2 separate regions of the Rattus norvegicus genome follow, and region 1 is linked to region 2. A link is a contact called in public Hi-C data. All regions are on one chromosome and are shown on one strand. The core of a region is the stretch at or near the end of the contact, and the rest is flanking DNA. Distances in the headings are between cores, read along the strand shown. Region 1 holds the start of Spsb4 (splA/ryanodine receptor domain and SOCS box containing 4). Region 2 overlaps Spsb4 (splA/ryanodine receptor domain and SOCS box containing 4).

Evidence for each region. A called contact is a pair of places that touch in the nucleus more often than the background predicts.
Region 1: a contact with region 2 is called in a Hi-C map of liver, with 2.0 times the contacts expected there. The contact joins the promoter of Spsb4 here to the enhancer-like site in region 2. A contact is called at or near these places in 9 of 12 Hi-C or Micro-C datasets (the A7r5 cell line, hepatocytes, kidney and 4 more).

Annotation. Positions count from the first base shown.
Region 1 is chr8:106,483,994-106,491,403 of GRCr8, forward strand. Spsb4 (splA/ryanodine receptor domain and SOCS box containing 4) reads right to left here and starts at 5,278. Exons shown (of 3, transcript NM_001106849.2): 1 at 4,724-5,278. It overlaps LOC134480089 (a long non-coding RNA gene), which reads left to right and starts at 5,787. Exons shown (of 3, transcript XR_010054248.1): 1 at 5,787-6,360; 2 at 6,459-6,894.
Region 2 is chr8:106,424,903-106,431,661 of GRCr8, forward strand. All of the region lies in intron 2 of Spsb4 (splA/ryanodine receptor domain and SOCS box containing 4), which reads right to left. Among named protein-coding and RNA genes, the nearest start is that of Spsb4, 61 kb to the right of the region's middle. Within about 2 kb of position 2,904, at least 8 of the 93 cell types and tissues checked have an H3K27ac peak or open chromatin away from gene starts, as enhancers often do. A contact at or near this core is called in hepatocytes, kidney and liver, where this site is marked.

The sequences.
Region 1 (7,410 bases), core at 4,028-6,527, 61 kb after region 2:
AAGGTGTGGTTGCCCCAGGTGCCTGTGGCTTGTTTCTTTGTAGGATAGCTGTCCCCTGTGAGGCCCAGCATTGGTTCAAGCTGAGGCAAAAAAGTATGGCAAAACAATCTGAGGAGGGTACTGCCAGTGAGACCCTCGAAGAAAATGTCTACTAAAAGAACCCACTAGTCTGCATGTCCAATCTGTCCTTTATCTCCCAAGATGAGTGTAACTCCCTGGATGTAACGGCTTGTTTGAAAACAGGTTTCCTGGAAGAAAAGCACATGGCTAATCCAGAGGACTGCAATGGGGACTCATGAACACCTCTGGTAAACTTGAGGCATCTTTGCGGGTGTGTGTTGAATACTAGATTTGGAAAGAGGGAAGAGAAGAAAGGAAGATGCAGGCAGAGTGGGGAGGGGGCCCCACATTCGAGGAGAAGTGTTTTCATCCTGAGGGCTCAATCACTCCCTCATTTACAGACCGTGGCTCACAGTGGGATGTCTTTATAGGCCAGCGAACTGGGCCAAGCTCACTCATGTCTGGAAAAGGCAGAGATTGTGGCTCACCATAAACTCAGTTCTCCAGATCACAACCCAGATAGACGCTGCGGGCGCCACTCTGCACTCGGGAAGTGGAGTGTCTACACCAACTTTCCTGCCGGCACTACAAGTACAGCCCCACAAGGCAGCTCTGCCTGGGCTCTGCCTCTTCCTCTCTGTGTATCCTTTCTTAAAATTTGCCCTTCCAGCGCTCTAAGGACGTCTCCAGTCCGGCCTGCCCTCCCTCAAGTAGACTCTGGTCACTCTAGATGCTCCTTAAATGACTTTGTAGTGTTTCCTTTCCATCCTGAGCTTCCTCCTGAGCTCTTGTCTACCTTCTCAGTGCTGCACATTGGCACATCTGGGGTCCACTAGAACTTGAGAATCGTGTGTCTTGGGGATGGGCTCTGCTTCTTCCATTGCCCATAACCCAGGTTCCCATCTATGGCTCCGAACCAATAACTTTTTTACTTCCTCTCGGTTTACACCTTAGCACGGTGGTTCTCAACCTGTGCATCATGACCTCTCAATCCTTCCTATCAGATATCATTATGATTCATAACAGTCGAAAAATTACAGTAATGAGGTAGCAACTCAAATAACTGTATGGTTGGAAGTCACCACAATACGAGGAGCTGTATTTAAGATCCTAAAGCAGAATTAGGAAGGTTGAGAACCACTACCTGACAGGATTACTAAAGCAGGCTCTGAGTGAGGGCCTGTGATTCTCTAACCCACCCCGCCTTGCCACCAAAAGGCTAAACCCCATCAAGCCGCCTGTCACCTGCTCATTCAAGCATGCACCCTTTGAGCTGACACCCAAGGGTGTCACAGTCAACCTCTCCTTGTAGCCTTTCTCTAACCAGGATGCCAAACTCTCAAGTCAGCGTACCGCTTCCTACCACAAGCATCTGGAACCTGCTGACCTTCACTGCCTACATTCCCTCACTCCTGTGCCCACCACAGCATCCTCCTCCATCTCTCCATCCCAAGATGTTATCCTAAACGTCTAGTCCCGCTGACACCCCCTGCATCATGTGCTATTCCTAGAAGGCGAGCCAGTGCCCAGCTAATTGCCCCCATCTTCTAAGCCATGTACACACTACCTGTCTGCAGCAAGGTATTTGCCAGAACCAGGTACTCCAATCCTAACACTTGGGAAGAGGGCCTGGAGGATTCAGAGTTTAGGGCCAGCCTGGGCTACACTGTGAGTTCTAGTTCAGCATGGGCTGCAAGTTGAGAGCCATCTCAAAAAAAAAATGCTTGTTGGACTGAATAATTTGTGTTTTTACCATCAAGTGTTTTTTTTCCCCCCACAACTGAAGTGCACATTTGAAGCATGGATTAAGTTCCAAATTCAACGTGTGAAGCAAGAATCCTGAGCAATCAACACTCCACAAAGTTTACGACGGCTCAGCTGGGGTCTTTCCCAAAGGATGGGCCACACTGCTGCGTTCTGCAGCTTCTGAGCAGATCCCTGGGTCTGTCTGAGCAGCAGCAGGAAAGAAAGCCAGCCCCTCACGGAGGGGCCATGTTTTATTTAAATGCGCTGCTAGATTTTTAATTTTTTCTTATTGATCTTTTTGCCAAGTATGAGTGATCGTGTTCACACAAGTTAAGTGCACACATAAGTACTTTAAAAAAAAATGATTACCAGGAAAGACTTCTAATGGACCTAGCCAGCTAAGTCCCTCGAACCTCCTGATTTTCCACATCCAGTTTCTTGTTCTATCTAGGGAGCTCCTGGAGATCTTTTGTTACCGTGCCAACAGAGGAGGGCCCTCTCAGGAGCACCGATGTGTGGCAGTGAGCCAGTTGGCTTAGCAAAAAATTAACAAACCGGGGCATGGGGTGCTGCACTGGGCCTTTCCCTCAAAGGGCAAAGACCTTGCCTGGGGCCTGAGCCTAGCCACATCCTGGGACATCCCTGAAGGATGACAAGGCTGCCGTCCTATAACCAACTGGGGGTAGGAGTGGAAATCAGGAAAGGAACAAGCCCTGGAGTGTTGGAGCAAAACCAAGATCTTAGGCCAGGGTTTCAGGGGTGGGGAAGGGAAAAGTGACAGAGAAGATGGTATCGGTGGTAGCCAGGCCTAGAGGGCATACCCTGCCTTTACTCCTAGAGGTCTTGAGGAAGTTCTAGCTAGAGAGGAATTTGGTCTATTTACAGTTTTGAGGATAAGCGCTCCTTGCTGGTGAACTGGCTATTACTATTGCTGATCTGATGTCTGAAAAATGGAATCTTACTTACGGCTTCAACACACATTTTTCTTATTGAGTGTGGTAAGGCACTAGGTTTTCGTGTTATCTCTGTTCCACTCTCTCTGTGTGAATTGTCTGTAGTCTTTGTCCTTAGGGGCTCCTCCTTGTCTTGATTCTTTACACAGTTTAGACTGAGGCTAGAGCTCGGGGGTGGAGTGCCTGTCTAGCATGCACAAAGTCCTGGGTTCCACTCCCGGCACCCCCCCCCCCAATCTGTTCCAAATTGGAAGCTATGAAACCATGGCAGCATCCCCCCCCAGATTTACCTGACTGCTTCTGGCAAGTTTTTTTTTTCCTTGCAGATTGTATTGCTATGGCACTGATTCTTTAAAATCGAAGAGAAATGAAAACTGAAGAGATATTTGCATGGCATGGCTGGTGAGTCTATTTTGGTCGCAGCTTGCCAAAAGTGGCTTAAATTCTCTTTACCACCTTTGCTGTGGAAATCTGAAACATGGAATCAGGGTGTGTGCGTGCGTGTGTCTCAAAAACTGCGGCTGCCCGTGTAAAGGATGTCTATACCACACTTGTGACATTTTGCTGTTCTACAAGGAGGGTTTAAACCAATAAACCCTAAACCAATATTGAATGGTTTGGGAGAGCTAGCGGAGGGGAGAGTTTGAAGGATCCTCCATCATCCTGAGTAATAGAAACTTGTAGTTTAAAGACCGAGGTGTCAAAGCGAGGAAACAGATCTGAAGCCTCAGGCGCTAGTCGCTTTCCACAGGGCACAGTGGGAGAGTGAACCTTCCCATAATCCGTGGCATCTCTTCTAGATCTAGATAGACTCTAAACTGTTTGAGACAGATGAATGGAAGGATAAGAGGCGTTCACACCCAAATCGCGGAGTAGGGGGAGGGAGAGGAGCGAGGAGAGGGGGAAGAAGGGGGAGGGGGAGGGGAAGCACAGAAGAGCAGCAGACCTTAGAAGAACTGCTCAAGGTCACACCGCGGGATAGTGCTGAAAGCCGAATTCGAATCCAAGCCCGGAACTGCAGGACTGAAAGTTCCAGAGAGAGAGCCACACAAACGTGCCCTCTTCTCTCTTCTTGACTCAGCAGCCCTCGCTTGGCCACCGGGCGGTGGGAATCACACTTCCTGGGCCTTTCCAGCCAGGGGTTTGGGGTCCCTTGTTTTTCCCGGCTCAACAGAAGTGGACTTATTTGCCGCACTTAGGGCTTTGGCTTCCTTCCTGTTTCCCAGAGCCCCTGAGCCACCCATTCTTTCCAAGTTTGTCCCGCAGCCAGGCTGGGGACCGTCCGCGAGCGGCTCCCGGACTGGGCAATCAGTCTTCCCTACTCCAGCGTCGGAGGTGAACCATAACAATCATCACCAGCGCCTGCTGATTGCTCGGCGCTTTACTCCCAACGCTCCAAAAGCCACAGACCAGCAGACCCCTAGAAATTACTGTCCTCGCCACACAGATGAGGCAGCTCTGGGAAACTGGGTGATGTGCTTAGACTCAAAAAGCTAAGATTAACGCTAGTTAGTGCCTAAGTGCTTTCTGAATGCCAGGCGCAGGTCTCCGCACCAACCCAGCAGTTCCCTCCAACACTCTAGTATAAAGGATTCAATTATCATCCCCATCCTACGGATGAGGAAACCGAGGTTGCGGTGCCTGGCCTAAGGTCACCCCGGAGAGTGACGGATGTACGACCGGAACATAATCCGGTGAGTCTGCGCTCAGTGTGTGTGTGTGTGTGTGTGTGTGTGTGTGTGTGTGTGTGTGGTCTCCACTACACCGAGAGCAGCGATTTCAAACCTACAGTACCAGAGGCTGGGCTCAGTGCAACGCCCGAAGCTAGGCGCAAACCAACCAGCTAGGATTGCCACAATTCGCGGAGACATTTCCACCGACCCGGACCATTGAGTCCCCAAGAGCACCGGTGTGACCCGTACCGGCGTGTGATCACCCCTTAGCAGGAGCTGGAGAGCACTTACCATAAAAGAGAAGACGAGCGCCCGCCTGGGAGGAATCCCCAGCGCTGGCAGGTCCGGGACTCCCGGGAGAGAGGTCTGCTGCCACTGCCGCCCACTCAGGGGCGCCCGAGCGACCCCGCGGATGCTGGCTGCTGCTTCTCAGTCAGCGACGCGTCCTCTCAGTTGTACCCGGCGGCAGCGCCCTCTCTCTCCGCAGGGTGCCCTGGAGTTAGGGACGTTCTTGGAGAAGTTGACGCTCAGGAGAGGCGAGTGGCCGCCGAGGTCCAGTCCCGAGTGGTGAAGTGCCCGACTACGCTGATCTCAGAGGGGCGCGGAAGCCCTTGCCCTGGTGGCCCTAAAGCTTGGCGCCTGACCTGGAGGGCGACGAATCTCGCACTCAGGGCACTCGGGCCTCACCTCGGCCGCTCGTCCCCGGAGCACCCGGTTTCTTCCCCAGAGCACCGAGCACACGCCTGGAGGGCTGCAGCGGTGGCCAGGGCCCGGGCTGCTGTGCGCTCATTGCCTTCCCCAGGGGCTGGGCGCCTTTGTGCGCGGGGCGCGCCGACCGCCAGGGCCAGCTCTGGATGCTGCAGCCGCCGCCTCCCCCACCTCCTACACGGCCGCTCGCTCCCCGCCTTCCCGGCCGGCCCGGAGGCTGCAGCTGAAAGCCGATCCGGCTGAGCTCATCCCTGAAGGCCACTAATCCAATAGCCGCGGAAGGCGCGGCCGCCGGGAACGCCCCTTCCCCCACCATCCCGCGCCCGGGCCGTCCCAGCTCGGGCGGCTCTCGGCTCTGCCACCTTCAGGAGGCCACCAGCTGGCGGGAAAGGGAAGTGGAACCCGCGCCCGGGCCCCTGGGCCGAAGTGGCGCGGACGCCATTCACTCATCTGCCGGCTGGCTGGCCTAGACACTCGCTCACACACGCGCTCATTCATGCGCACGGGTCCTCCCCCATTCATTCAAGCGTGCCTGGAGAGCCATGGTGGGTGTCCCTGGGGGCGGGGATGAAGAGAGCAGACATCACGGTTGCCAGATAGCTTTGGTGCCTGTATTCAAGGCCTGCGGGAAACAGCGACTGGGAAAGAGAATGCTTTAATATAACCCCTTGCCTTAGGCACACACATGTCCGCACTTTATTTCTGAGACCAGACTCCAACTCATCTTTCAGAATCCAATTTCACGCAGCACCTGCTCCACAGTGCCTTTCCCCGCCCACCTGAGGCCAGAGAGAAGATTCATTGCTCAGAGGGCTACTGGCGCTGATGGTGGGCGGCTCCCTCGTTAGCCAGAACATAGAGATAAGAGGGTGTGGCCAGAGCGAGGGATGCTCTGTATCTCTCCACTTAGGCTTCCTTGGGGAAAACGAAGTTTCCAGGTCAGTGCATCTTGCTTTCGATGCCAGAGTTGACATTAGGTCCATTCCATAGTCTTAACTGACCTCACTTCTCAGAAAATGTCCTTTTTTTTTTTCATGGACACAGAAGACAAGCACCTGTAATTCAACCCTGTGAGGGAAATGTGTTGACCCAGGTTCCGGAGTTCCTCTCCCAGACTGTGGAGGGCGATTTGGAAGTGTCTGCATGAAGTAGCTGCTAGACGCAGAGGCATCATAGTCTCATGGTAACAGCCTGTGGTACGACTGGAGTCAAAACAAGAGGTAAGATGAAACGAGAGTGGGTACTTAGGGTCTTGGAGAGCCTCCAAAGGCTTGGCTTTTCCCCAAGATCAGTTTGGCAGGCCTCTTGACCTTCACAGATTTGCTGTCCAGAAAGATAATCCGGTGGCGGTGTGGATAGATGGATGAATAGCACAGGACAGCTTGGAAGCTGCCTCAGAAGTCCAAGACGTAAACGATGCTTTGCCAATTAGGACAGCTCAGTGGTGTGGCAAAGGGGTATCCTGAGCAAGTATTTACAGCGCTCGCGATTTGTGCTACTTCATCTGTGTCTGCATGTCTGTCTCTTTGTACCTGTGTGTCTCTGTCCTTGGGACTGCACAGTTAAAAGAATGTGATGTGACCCATGCACATATTTCCTTGTTCCCCTCGAGTCCCCTCCCTCCTCAGGACGCTTCTGGAGTACGTGCTCTGACCTCGGCTGTGGTGCTGACAGAGCTGGACAGCAAGAAATGAGGACGGAGGAAAACTCAGAGCAAAGGGGAACTTAAGCAAGACTTTGCAAGGACTGGAGAGGTGACTCAGATGGTTAAGAGTACTTTCAGTTCAACTGGGTAGTGGTGATGCACGCCTTTAAACCCCAGCCCTCAGAAGGCAGTGGCAGTCAGATCTCTGAGTTCAAGGCCAGCCTAGTCTACAGAGTGAGTTCCAATACAGCCGTGGCTACCCAGAGAAAACCTGTCTCAAACAAACAAACAAACAAACAAACAAACAAACAAACAGTACTTTCTGCTCCTGCAGAGGACCAGGGTTCAGTTCCCAGCACTCACATGGTAGTTCACAGTTATCCAGAATATCAATCAGTTCCAGGGGATCAGACTCCTTCTTCTGACGTCCATTGGCCCCGGACATGTATATGGTGCACGTACATTCATGCAGGCAAAACACTCATACACTTAAAATAAACCTTAAAATAAATACCCAAGACTCTGCAGCTGATGGTTTCTCCACCTGGATCCCAATACAACTGCCAACGGGCATTTCTTCTTTCTTTCTGGAAGGACCTCACAATAGCTTAAGAACAAGGCAAGG
Region 2 (6,759 bases), core at 1,654-4,153:
TGACAGGATGCTCAGGAGAGTGGCAGAGGACACATCTGAGAGTTTAGTTACAGTCCTGGAGATAGGTGTACCAGCCGCATCACAGACTCACTACAACAGTGAGGGCAACAACAGCAGCCCACTCCCGTGGCACGTCTCCTGTGGCAGGTGCTACTTTAACCCGTGACAAACCAACTCATCTACTCTTTACACACTTCAGCATCTTCACTTTCAGGTAAGGAAGGTTCTGTCCTGCCTCCACACCCAAGGAGCCTCTGGGCTGGGAGGAGTCCCTGGGGATGACCATCCAGGAGAAAGTCTTAGCCCGGTGGCCATGCCCTGTAATGTCCTGAACCATGGCTCCCCACCAGTGGAAATGTTGTCGAGCCTCTTCCACCAAGGGGGCCAGGGCCTTTTGTCAATGGCATTTAAAGAGAATCCAGAGCAGTGTAGCATCTAATGGGGGAGCAGCTTTGGACAGTAGAGTCCTAGGTTCCCACTGTGAGGAAAGACACTAAGGTCCTCCAAGGAACAGGACTTTGGATCTGTCTCGTCAGCTCCGTGGTGTGGGATGTGAATGAAGGTAGCACTGACGACTTGCAGACTCTTTAGAGGTAATCAGGGCGAGCACGCAGCCTCGTTTCCTTAGAAAGCCCTGTCTTTTCCAAGGACCTTTACAAATGCCCCGTTTACTGTAGGAGTGTGAATCACTCCAAAAACTTGCTCAAGGACTAACGAGGCCCCAAAGAACCCCTGAGGACGGAACATGCAGGAAACAGGGAGAACTGCTGACTTGGTTTCGTACAGGCAAACTGAAACATTTCCATGCCTTTGTGCTTTGGCTGCAGTTCGTGCAGTCCACGCTCCTTCCTCACAACACCTAGGGCCCAAGGAGAACCATGTCTCAAGCACTCACTGTACAATGGATGCTACGGTCAGAAATTCTGACACAGCATTTTTCTTAATCTTTCCTTTAAAGAAGAGTTGTGTAGGGACTGAACTGAACAGCACATGTTTCACAACAGCACATGACAATGGATGTTTACTGACTTCCTGGTCCCAACCTCAGTTTCTCGAGGCATAGGAAAACATTTAACTTGCCTTGATTTAATGAGTGATCTGTCTTGACTTATGAAGTACGATTGAGGAGGATTTTAGACACTCACAAAAGTGCTAATGTTTCTTCAATATAGTCAATCATGTATCCGTCCCTCCCTCTGGCTTTAATGGGGCAGCTGGAGAGGATGGCGGAGTCTGGAGATAGAATTTCGACCCTTGGATAGACCTCCTGAGAACTCAGATTCCTGATAGATGTGTGATAGAGCAGAACAAATATTCCCAAAGGCTGGGCTGCAGAGGGCCAGTGAATGTCAGGCCAGAAAGGCTGGGGGCCTACTGACAGCTGCCAGCACGAGAGAGAGAGAGAGAGAGAGAGAGAGAGAGAGAGAGAGAGAGAGAGAGAGAGAGAGAGAGAGAGGTGTTTCCCATTAAGGAGGGAGATGAGAGAGTGAGGTTGGAGAGGGAGTCACTGTGATGAAAACTCGTGATACCATGGGAACTAGCATTAAGACCCCATTTAGCAACGCCGATTAAGGAGCTAGAAATAGCACCTGGCTTCTCTCGAAGGCCGTAAGTAAAACACACTTCCCTGCATTGCTCGTAGCCTTCAGCCAGCTTAATTGAAGCCCAAAATAAAATACCTGGAAGGCCTCTTTCTGACGGAAGACCCTTGTTGTCATAGTGACCAGACATGGGGACCAAGATGAGCTGAGGCTTGAAGCAGGGCTGCTGGGGAGGTGGGGAGAAGAGGAAGAAGAAGGAAGGAGGAGAGAGGGAGAAATGGTTGTTAACAAAACAACCACCAAGGCTGCCTGAAATCACAATTCTACACTGAAGGTTGTTGTGACATCAGCCTATTGCCTGCAATGCTTAAAAAAAAAAAAATAGCAGTCTTACCCCTCACCTTTCTGGCTCATGGTTTGACACACTGTGATCAAGGAGGCGGAGAACAAACCTGCCAGGCCTGGAGCGGACATAAGAGGCAGAGGTCTGAGCTTGAGTCCTAGCTCAGTCCTCAAACACCCAGGTGACCTTGGCTCTGCACCTATTACTGTGTAAGAGCTGCCTTTCCCGGTACAGAACCGAGGCTGAGGGGTGGTCCTGATGCATAGCCTGGGGCTCTAAATGGAAACCGTTGCAGATGTCGAGCAAAGGGAAGGCAGAGATTCTCTGTCTGCTGAGTCATCCCCGAGGTGTGCAACTCAGGGTGTGCGGTACTCTGTTGCCTGTGTCTGTGGAAAATACCTGAGAGGAAGAGACAAAAATCCAATTGCTTCAGTGGCCTCTGGGGAGGTGGCTGAAGACAGGAGTGGGCAGACTTACGATTGTGATGTTTAAATTAAACCTTATGGATGCATTTAAATAAGGAAAAAAGAAATTAACACACACACACACACACACACACACACACACACACACACACTCACCCAGGTCCAGATTCCTAGGTTTTGATGAGTAAAGAGCCAGTTACAGTTACATCAGGAGTTCAGCTTCCCTGAACCCTAGCTCAGATCTCTGGCACTCGGCAGGGACTCTTTAAAGCCTCTGTAGGCTTTTGTGCCTCCATACACCGTGACCCCTCCTCTGACAGGCCTTTCAAGGCTTTCTCTACCTAACAATCTCTTCAATGCTCCTCCCAGTATTCCTGCCGTGGGTCCCTCCGCAATTCTCTCTCGGGGGCCCAAAAGGCCATTCTCTCTCCACCGCACTGCCTACCCTTTATCAGTGCTCATCTGACCAGTGATAACTTGGTGGCTGCCCCAGTAAGCGGGGGACTCTTTGAGGCAGGGCCTCTGTATGAGCACTGGTGGCCTTTGAACCGAGAGCTAGTTGGAGAGACAATCCTCTGTTCAGATAGCACATTCACTGGTTCCGTTGCTTCTCTGGTTGATCATCCACCCAAACCCCAGGGCTCCTGCTCTCACCCCACCTCTGGCCTCACTGGCATGCCAGGCTAGTTGATTATTAACATCCAGAGCAAAGCATGGGGAAGAAGCGATCCAGGCCCCAGCCCCCAGCCCCCAGCAGAAATTAAACCTGGTAGATGTGGGCTTGTGGGTTTCTCACTGGTCTGCCGGCTGGTGCTGATTCATTAGTAGAACGCCCATGGGAAGGTGGTGGGTCTTCGCTTCAGCTGCCTCCTGGCTTGCTGCCTGTGGTAACCAGCCATCCCTGGGAAAGAACCACCAAGCCGAGGTTCCTGGTTTCTATAACCTAATCGGTTACGTGACTCAACTAAGACCCGGATCGTTTGTAGTCCCCACCTTTAGGACAAGTCCCTCAACCCAGAGTCTCTAAGAACCTAGTCACCTAGACCCTGTGTAGGGATTTTTCTTTTTCTAGTAGTGGAAATCGGACTCATGGTTCTTTCAGTGCTAGGCAAGTGCTCTATCTCTGAGCTACACCCCCAGACTTCTTTCTTAGTTTTTATTTTGAGATGTGGTCTCACTAAGTTATACAGGCCAGTCTGGCACTCTGTCTGTATCTGTGGTGGCCCTGATCCATGTGATCCTCTTGCCTCAGCCTCCTGAGTAGCTAGGGTTGAATCAGCAGACTCCACTCTATCTGGACTCTTCGACACTGGGGTAGAGCAGTAGGAGAGGCCACTATTCATGAACACGAACCTTCACTTCCCATCAGGGGACCAAGAGAGGGAGTGGAAGGATGACCATGAGCTCTAGGATGGGGTTCTGGTGTTCTGGGGGGAACTCACAAGCCTCAGGAAATCCCTCCCTCCTAGGTGTCTAAGTGAGGATACCAGTGGGATGTGTCTTCAACTAGACTGTTCAAATTGACAGCCAGGAGAGCCGGAGGCAGGCTACAGAACACAGACGAACTCTACCACAGAAGCCACCTTCCTGATGAATGAATGACACTGCCAAGGACAGCCTAGATTTTCACTGTGGTTTATATAAAATGTAAACCACTTACAAACTCCTATCCTGCTAACTCTTATGTCGGTTACTGATGGTTTTCTGTGAGTTTTGCCTGCTGCTTCCTCTCTTTGAGTAAAACACCTGCAGATGCCTTCAAGGATGACTTGGGTTCGACTTCCTCTCAGCTCTGGATGGAGCTGAGCAAACCAGCACATTCCAATGCCACGACCACAGGGGTTGGTTCAGGGTGGCCATGTGACTGAAGGGACCCAATCAGCGTGCACTATAGAACTTACATTGGACAATGCTGATGCAAACTTGAGGTTCCTTAGGGCTCAGAGTTGTTTGGGGATTTGATCCCAACCATGCTGAACAGGCTTCTGGGGCAGGAGGCCTAAGGTCAATATGGAAACACCATATTTGCTTGGGACATGCTATTTTATGTAGTTTGAGAACATGGTAGCTTAAAGCTCAGTAAGCCGCCTCCATGAACCAGAAGGGAGGAGAGACCAGAACCATCTGGAGATACAGCAGAGAGAAAAAAATACACCAGCAGAGACACTGAAGTCAGACACAGGGGCCGGAACAAGGTTTAGCGTAGCACGAGTCTTCAAGAAAACACAACCATTTCCTTTCTTAACCGTGGCTCTCCAGGTTAGGTGTTCTGTTCCTTATAAGAGAAAGAAACATCCCCCACTGTGCCAGGCTGCTCTAGACCCTGACATTGAACTCTACAATCACAGTGAGTCTGATCTAGTATGGTAGCATCTCCTCTCTGCCCTCTACAGGCGGGCATACTCATTGCCTATGTGTCTGTGTTATAAGACCAGAGTCTGAGGTGAACCAGCAATAGACACAATGAATGGCTCAAGAAGGGTGGGGCTGTCTATTAGCTTTCTCTACCCCTTTTGTTCCAGCCTAGCCTTGGGCCTATTGAATAGTGATCTGCTTAGATGGCCTTCCCTTCCACTTGCTCTACCAGTCCTGTTTGGAATTCACAGAGCTCTGTGAATTCTAGGTATCTTTCCATCTGGTCAGGTTGACTGTCTAGACCAACCATCACAATGGGCGTGGGATGCAAAGTGAGGTAAGGGTCTGGGATCAGAGGACAGCAGAGGAGGACCAGCCCCAGGGCACCGTTCATTGGAAGAGTTAGTGTGACTTTCAGGAAGGGGTTAGGAACTTGTGAAAACGTTCTAAGCCTTCATCACCTGAGCCTCAAAGCCCATCTGAACATTTTCCTTCATGTTCACTGTGACATAGGAAGGAAATGAAAAATCAAGGGAGCTCCAAGCTTGAAGGAAGACTCCAGAGAGATCAGTCTACAAAGAGCTGCATAACTAAGAATCTGCCACCTAGGAAACTGAAGGGGTTGCCTGCCTCTGCTACTGTGGCCAGGGCACAACACTGACAGGGACTTTGGGCTCCAGCTTCAAACTAGAGTCTCTTCTTCTATTGGCCCCAGGCTGAAGTCTAGCAGTCTTTGCTTACATCCCCTGCTATGCAAAAGCAATGCCACCAGGTGGCAGTGAGGAGTTACCTCCCATGGAATGTTATCCAAGTGGACATTTTGGATTTGCTCTCATGCAAATGTACTTTGATTTTAGCTCAAAGGGTAGTAAGAATCTACAACTACGATCAATTTGAGTATGACTTTAGTATCAAAAGACTGAATTGTAATTGGAATTTTATACAAGATTCCCGTATCGATTCTTCACTAACCTTCCTCTCCCATTTCCATGCTGGGGATTGAACCCAGGGCCCCACACTGCATCTTCAGTCCCTGCCCTGTGGCCCTCTTTCTAATCCTGTCAACGAGTGGGGAAGCTCTGCCAGATACTAGCTCTGTGTCTGCTCTTTTCTGAGCTCAAAGCATACCTCTGCACGGCAGGCCCCATACACAGGCTCTCATGAGGAACATGGGAAGTGTTCAGTAAACCTCAGATGGATTAACGCAAGTGGGTGCCTAGTGAAATACTCGATGTAACACAGGAAGCACCCAACAAATGACAGGTAAAGACAGGAGATGAGAGGATTCTCTGGGAGGCCAGTATTCACTGTGGCAGTCCACAGACTCACCTCAGGAGACGAATCCTTTTCAATTGCAGGCCAAAGCCCTCCCTGCCAGGTATTTTAGTGCCACAGCCCTTCTAGAATACTCTCTACCTTGTGCTAAACTTTGTGGGAGCATCCCTACCCGGTTCCCTGTGGACCTCTTAAAAGGTAAAAGGGCGTCACCTGTGGGGAAGTTGGCTTTGGCAACACGGATGCTAACAACATCTCAAGTTCTGCCCCCAGTCATCGCTGCCTCTGTGGTGTCCCCTCCAGGGGTGAAATCCTGAGTCTGCCCCTCCCCCCAGAGCCACAAGGCCTTTTCAGGGGCAAGGAACTTGTGCAAGGAGAGCATTGGTTCACTTCAGACCTCCTCAACTGTAGCCATACAAATTATGTGACGCTTTATTTTCCCCAGCTTGCATGGGGAGAGCTAGCACCTCATAAAGCGACGGAGAAATATGCGGCTGGTTTCATAAACCAGGGCTACAAAGGCTCGCTTGTGCTGGGCCAGCCATGCAGCCTGTGTAGGCACCAACGATGCCTCACGAGCCTGCCCAGGGCTGGGCAGTGAGGTCCACAGACAGCATGGCCCGCCTGACACCGGCCACCGGCGTGTGGGCCACGGGACCTGGCAGCGTTTCAGCCTTGCCACGCCATCACCTCTAACGGACCTGCAGACCCTCAGCTGCCAAAAGCAATAGACACCAGGGCCATGCAGACTTGGGCTGTGCCTGGGAGGCCTCAAAGAAGCTTCTTCGACCAGTCAGAGGGAACCACCCAGGAGCTGTCC